2 separate regions of the Hordeum vulgare genome follow, and region 1 is linked to region 2. A link is a contact called in public Hi-C data. All regions are on one chromosome and are shown on one strand. Each heading gives the region's core, a stretch centred on a gene start, on an enhancer-like site or on the middle of the called end of the contact. The rest is flanking DNA. Distances are from core to core; before and after follow the strand shown. Region 1 holds the start of LOC123404063 (phytosulfokine receptor 1-like). Region 2 holds the start of LOC123404010 (probable aquaporin PIP2-2).

Region 1 (3,457 bases), core at 662-3,161, 150 kb after region 2:
ATTTCGCCACTGAGGTTGTTTGTGCCAAGATTTAGGCTTCTGAGGTGATGGCAATCTGACAAGCTATCAATTGTGCCAATGAACCTATTTGTCCCAAGGTCAAGTGAGCACAGTTGTCTCATCTCCAAGCAATTGAGGTTGATCCTTCCATTCAGTGAATTGTTTCGCAAGTACATCATCTTCAGTGATGGCAACTGGGACAATGAAGCAGGCAATGGGCCTCTGAAGAGGTTGGACTGTGCAGAGAAGTACTCTAACTTGCCAAGCCTACCAAAAACATCTGGAAGTTGTCCAGAGAAGGAATTAAAAGAAATGTCCAGCTGAGCAAGGCTGGACAGATTGCCAAACCTCGGGCTCATCCTACCAGTGAGCTGATTCTCCTGCAGAGACAAATTCTTCAGAAATTGCAACTTGAATAGGTTGTCTGGCAAGCTCCCGGAGATGCTGTTGAGCTCGGCATATAGCTCCTCGAGCTTTGTGCAGTTTCCGAAGCCTGCCGGCAGTTCCCCGGCAAAGAGATTCGAAGTGAATCTTATCACACGGATCACTCGAGATGACTCACAGATGCTTGAATCAATTCTCCCGGTGAACATATTGTACCCTGCGTCGAACACCGTAAGCTGAGCTGAACCATGGAGTGTGGGATGGGTGCCGCTGAATGAGTTGAAGGATATGTTGAACACATCAATCACTGGGAGTGACACGTTGGCCGGGAATGTGCCGGAAAGCTCGTTGTTGCTTACGTCGAGCCGCTGCAGCCTATGGAGCTGAACGAGGGGTGCCGGGATGGCACCACGGAGGTTGTTATTGGAGAGGTTGAGCCACTGGAGATGGTCCAGCTGTGCAAGCGAAAGTGCCAGCTCGCCCTTGAGGTTCCTGCCATGGAGGTCCAGCCTGATGACCCGGCCGCGAGCGTCGCATGTGACACCCGCCCATGCACAGCAGTTAGCCACTTCGGATGTCGTGTTTGAGAGCATCCAGCTGCTGATGCCTCCGGTGAGACCTCTCAGGAAGCCTTCCAGTGCACCATAATCATCTGGGTTGCAGGAGCTTTGGTTGAGGGAGTAGACCGGGGACAGGAAGAGAAGCTGCGTGGACAAGCACCATAGGATGAAACAGGTTGGCCATGTGGTAGTGCGTTTCATCAAGAAATGCCCCATTGATGCAAGAAGAGCTATGCTGATGCTCTTGAATGGGGAAGAGAGGTTCTTGTTTGCTGTGTTCAGGAGCTATGTGATATCTAAGCCATTTGGGGCGTAAAGCTGGTTTCCCAAGCAACAATGGTGGCGGCAGGCGGCAGTGAAGGATGAGGGAGGGAGGCGAGGTGTGAGACGGTAGGACATCAGAGTAGGGTGGTGCGTGCTCCGGTTTTGACCTTTGATTGTGCAGGCACTCGGCAGTGGGAGTCCCGAATTTTCTTGAGGAAATTGATTGTCTCTGTCAACTTGCTAGAGAAATCCATGGTCGGAAATCTTTTGACTTGCGTTCAAAGTTGGCCTAACCGTCCTTTTCATTCTCGCTTTCCTTTTCCTTTTGGCTGTTTTCGGGATATGAATCTAATAACTAGCGTGAAAGCGGACTGGTGAAGGATACGGCCTGCATACAAAATGGATATTGCTAGATATTCGAAGAACTAGATTGATTATGCTTCTCTATGTGTGGCTATTTCGCACGGGTGTAACCGATTGCTGTTGAAGGCACTTCTACGAGCTCAAGGGAGCAGTCTCTTAGAGAATATACAGGCAATCAATCTTGCAGATATTAGCACTGTCGATTTTTTTATAACAAATACAGTAATATTTTTTACATATAATGGGCCCTGTCATGGACGTAATACCAAAATCATGATTAATTAGGAATGCTTTCCATAAGATATTTATATGTTCGAAGATAGCTAGTTGCTATACTTGTCAGGCTTGTACTCCCTTCGTTTCTAAATATATGTCTTTTTAGATGTTTCACTAGGAACTACATACCGATGTATATGAACATGTTTTAGAGTGTAGATTCATTTATTTTGCTCCGTATGCAGATCTTTAATGAAATATCGAAAAATAATTATATTTAGGAGGGAGTATATCCAAAAACTGAAGGATGGCTGGTTGTGGCAGGTTGGCAGGAGAGTCAACGGCCAGCGGCAAGCTGTGCATGTGCAGCCGCCCCTTTCGGCCGGGCCGGCCATGGCCCTGCCGTGCCCTCCCGTGAACATATGGCACGGCTCCAAAAGCTAGGCGCTTATTATACGGTACAAAGGGCTGGGGAGAATTCTACTCGTACTCTGCATTTTGGTCTATTATAAATTAGGCTCGAGTTGATGGCTGATAAAATCTGTGGATGAAGCACTGCGCTCTGTTGTTGGTGAGAGCTGGGTCTGGGTCATCGGTTTAATGTTATCTGGCTCGGTGTCTACCCTAAGAAAATACAGACGTACGAGACCATATGCAGTTTAATTTTGGAACTCGGCGAGTCGTTTGGAGGATTTAATGGAGCCTATCATCATTCCTTTAAGCGTTATGGAACTTTAAGACGTACGTGTTGTCGTCTCGTATTTCACCGGCCTGCCATCATATATTAGTATTATGCATATGATACTATATCTGTATGTTAGTATTATGGAATTATTTATTTGTTGTCATGCATAACGCACGGTAGCATATCATTTAAGATGATATGATATCATGATATGATACTCAACCTTTTCTTTTTTCATTTAGTTCTATGTCATTTTATTAAAATTACCTAATTGATATGCATCATACTACCTGTTCCTCAGTGACATGGTAATTGACTTCATATCATATAGGAACATACATCTAATCGTGGTAAAATAACAGACTGAGCTAGGTATGGTGCAAGTTGCCACCGGTGCGCATTTCGTCTATGGCCACTCGGACAGGGGCGGCCAATTACCTGGCGGGAATGCTACGCCACTTGCACGCCCACTACCCGTAACTTTTGTCTTTTCCTTTGCCTTCTTTTCCACGAATTGCCGGACCTGTGCGGTTGAGTAGAGTCTTGGAAAGGTTTAAATTTGGAGTTGATTTCCCTGAGAGAGATGATGGCGTGCGTGTGCAAGAACACTAATGAGTAATGACCGACCGCTCTAGGACTAGGAGGGCAGAAAGCCCTTTTCATCTTTGGTTTAGTGTCATCGTTAAATCACATGTACTCCACTACAAGTCACAGACTGCCCGTGCCACTAGTGCACAAGACTAGATAGAATGCGCAGCATCTCAATCGTCTTCATGTGCACAAGACTAGATAGAATGCGCAGCATTTCAATCGTCTTCATGTGCACAAGACAAGATCGTATCCGGCCGTCGTGAACCGATAATTTGGGTAATATTATTTTTTGCTTTAGTGCGTATCTCTCCTTTCTAGTAGTATTTCGCAGAGACTTTAACGAAGAACATATCCGCGCGATTAATCAACAATCATGGCACGGTTAGCCCCAGAC
Region 2 (3,558 bases), core at 124-2,623:
CATGCAATGTGTGAGCTCTTGTTTCTTTTGCGTGCAAGAACAAGCTCTTGTCCTGCGTCGGCATAAAGTCCGAGCCGCATCACAGTTGTAGTACTAGCTGCTAGCTACGTCGACGGGTGCATCTCCTAAAATCTGAATGATTGGGCCGTGAGAGCGACCCGAGCCGCCCGGTGCTTTCCAGCCACATGATCGTAGGTGGCACCGCCGGATTGGCTGGTCGCGCGCGGCTGATGTGGATACCGTAAATCTGAAGGTCTCTGTTGTCCCACGTGTCCCAGTAGGAGCCGTATGGACGTATGAGAATACGTACGTTGTGCATCTCGAGGGAGTTCGTTACAGGGAACGAGTTGTAGCGGGAGGGAAAGGAAAATGGAGGAGATGTCATCGGTCGAGGGGCCCACTCCACCGTAGTAGAGTATACGTACTATACTAGAAATATTCGCAGACAGGAACGTTCTGCGCCTATCTGTTTCGTTGTTATACTTGTCTTGATCAGAGAAAGCGACCACCGATGGTTCACGATTTCTCCGTAAGCACAAAGGCGAGACCTAACCAGCCGGGCTTCAAATTTCGGGAGCACGTTTTCTGCAAGGGGGGAGAAGAGCGGGGGAGCAGCTTATTATGCCTTCACGTCATACAGCTTGCAGGCTGCAACTAATCAGGCTACTGTTAGGAATCTCCATTTGCAGAGTAGCTGCGCGAGCTGTCTGTCTTAGCGATGATTCGCTGTCCTTGTTTGTTATTGGTGGCAATCAAGTTTCTGGGCATCTCCATTGGTGGATAAGCATGTATATACTGAACCTGTTGAAATTCCTGTCATTGTCTGTGTATACTGAATTGTTTTCTGAAAGGTAGGACTGCCAAATTGTCGGGAGTAGTCGGCGCTACAGCAAAAGTTACTTGGAGCTGCATATGCATGCATGCATTTGGAACGGACACATCGTTGATCGTTCCAAGACATCTGCAAAACCCATGCTAACTCTACACGCCCCTAGATAAAGGTCGCTATATCCTCTCTTTTTTTTTTGCCATCACTGATGATGTGTTGCTTGCCAGTGACCAGCAACGAGAAGCAACGAGAGTAGAACACTTTGGTGCGCTTTCTGAACTTTCTGCATATTCTTTTTTCCAGGGCGGTACAGCAGCAACGTAAGCGCACTGCACTGCACTGCACTGCACATACCTTAGAAAACAGCCCCTCCCCTCCAATTGATCACTAGCCACCAGTTCGTTAGGCTCCGAAAACGACCTAACGATGATGCTATAGTCGGTTGTGGGCGGCAAATTATAACCCAAAACCTCCCAAAAACTAAGCAGAAAACCTTATCCCTCGCTAATAATCAATCTGCCTCCCCCCTTAACAGGCCAAACTCGAGCTGATGATGAGCTCGTCCTCTCCCCGGCACGAGCCACCCTCTCACGTCCCATATATACCTGACCGGCCCTCCCCTTTCTCCTCACACTGAACAACTGCAGCAAGCACCGTTCAAGCTAGAGGGCACTAGGTTGAGCTAGCTTAGCAATGGCCAAGGACATTGAGGCGGCACCCCAAGGGGGCGAGTTCTCCAGCAAGGACTACTCGGACCCGCCCCCGGCGCCGATCGTGGACTTCGAGGAGCTGACCAAGTGGTCGCTGTACCGCGCGGTGATCGCCGAGTTCGTCGCCACGCTCCTCTTCCTCTACATCACCGTGGCCACCGTCATCGGGTACAAGCACCAGTCCGACCCCACCGTCAACACCACCGACGCGGCCTGCAGCGGCGTCGGCATCCTCGGCATAGCATGGGCCTTCGGCGGCATGATCTTCGTCCTCGTCTACTGCACCGCCGGCGTCTCAGGTCCGTCCGTCGATCGACCACTAGTTCTCTTAACTTCTCGCGCATACTAACTGCATGTATGCATGCATCATGCACATGCGTGTGACTGACCCGCGTTCTCTCTTCACGATGCATAGGTGGACACATCAACCCGGCGGTGACCTTCGGGTTGTTCCTGGCGAGGAAGGTGTCGCTCATCCGGGCGCTGCTCTACATCATCGCGCAGTGCCTCGGCGCCATCTGCGGCGTCGGCCTTGTCAAGGGCTTCCAGAGCTCCTACTACGTGCGGTACGGCGGTGGCGCCAACGAGCTCAGCGCAGGCTACTCCAAGGGCACCGGTCTAGCGGCCGAGATCATCGGCACCTTCGTGCTCGTCTACACGGTCTTCTCCGCCACCGACCCCAAGCGCAACGCCCGTGATTCCCACATCCCGGTGAGTACTAGTACTACTACTGAGACTGGCTACTGAAACGTCTCGCTAGTTGCATCGCTCATGGCTACTATAGCGTAGCAGTATATATACCATTAAACCATAGAGACACTTTACAGTGTCCATCAAAAGAAAAGTACACTTTAGAGTATATGGGTTTATGGCCAATGATAGAATTGGCTGCAGATCAAAGTGCTGCGGAAGTCGTTGACTTAGTATTGGAACAACTTACTTAAGAACGAGAAAACATTCTAACAAGTGTGCTCAGAAAGAATATTCTAGTAAGTTAAACTCGAATTACTGAAGTTAATAGTTGGTAAAAACTAAAAAGCGATTATCAAATCATATACTCAATTTCTACTACCAGTGCTATGAGCTTTGATACATCTACGTAAGTTTTTAACGTAAACTTACGTTTAAGATGATCTGGCATGAGTTAGTTGAAAGATAAAAACAATACAGGCCCATCCCTAAAAATCAGGGGACCGGTGATTGGTTAAGGAAATAAGGAACGTAAGTTTACGTTAGTTACTTACGTAGATATAGCATTTTTGCAGTGCTATAGTAGCAAAATACTTTTGGGAGGGAGCGCCGGAGTAGGGCAACCAAGTTCACAAATCCTGACAAAATGAAGCATTTTAATGAACCTAAATGCTAAAGTGCCCCAAAAAATGCAAGATCTATGGTCCAAAATTGACGAATCACTCTACATCAAGCACCTGCATGTGCGAATGTATCTTCTTGTCTGATCCACTGCGTGCCAATAGGCAGATAGGAAGATTCTCTCGTTCAATTAGGCACTAGTCGCTGTCTCGCCTCATCGTCTACAGAAAATCTGTGGTGGCGAATCGAAAATGATCGCCACCAATTAATGACGAGATATATTCCATGGGTAGGAACAAATTGCAGAAGTCCAGGGATAATGTCATGCCTGGACCTATTTTGTCCTTCAGATTTGTTGAACCATCCCTTTCTAGTTCCACAATTCTCAAACAAGCATGCTCTTAGTGGCTTTCTTTTGTGTTGAAATGTATATTCAATTTAGAAATAATATCTACAATTAACCTAAAAAGTATAGCAACATTTACAAAATCAGCGACTTGTTTTGTCCTTAATTAGCAGTATAATATTGAGCAAGATGCTTGCTCTTGTCAGTCTCTTTGATGTAACTGCTCAGCGTGCATGCTAGTTAAGCTGATGTGTGTTTACGGCTTGATCTGAATGTTTTGAACTTACTGATCTACTCAGGTGCTGGCTCCTCTCCCAATCGGATTCGCTGTGTTCATGGTCCACTTGGCCACCATCCCCATC

Evidence for each region. A called contact is a pair of places that touch in the nucleus more often than the background predicts.
Region 1: a Hi-C map of leaf shows a contact between it and region 2, with 6 times the contacts expected there. The contact joins the promoter of LOC123404063 here to the promoter of LOC123404010 in region 2. A contact is called at or near these places in 5 of 6 Hi-C or Micro-C datasets (leaf, seedling and an unstated tissue).

The regions. Positions count from the first base shown.
Region 1 is chr6H:380,777,092-380,780,548 of MorexV3_pseudomolecules_assembly, forward strand. It overlaps LOC123404063 (phytosulfokine receptor 1-like), which reads right to left and starts at 1,912. Exons shown (of 1, transcript XM_045097988.1): 1 at 1-1,912. The coding sequence starts at 1,160. It overlaps LOC123404064 (a long non-coding RNA gene), which reads left to right. Exons shown (of 2, transcript XR_006611619.1): 2 at 2,112-2,621.
Region 2 is chr6H:380,627,164-380,630,721 of MorexV3_pseudomolecules_assembly, forward strand. It overlaps LOC123404010 (probable aquaporin PIP2-2), which reads left to right and starts at 1,374. Exons shown (of 4, transcript XM_045097910.1): 1 at 1,374-1,838; 2 at 1,955-2,250; 3 at 3,496-3,558. The coding sequence starts at 1,523.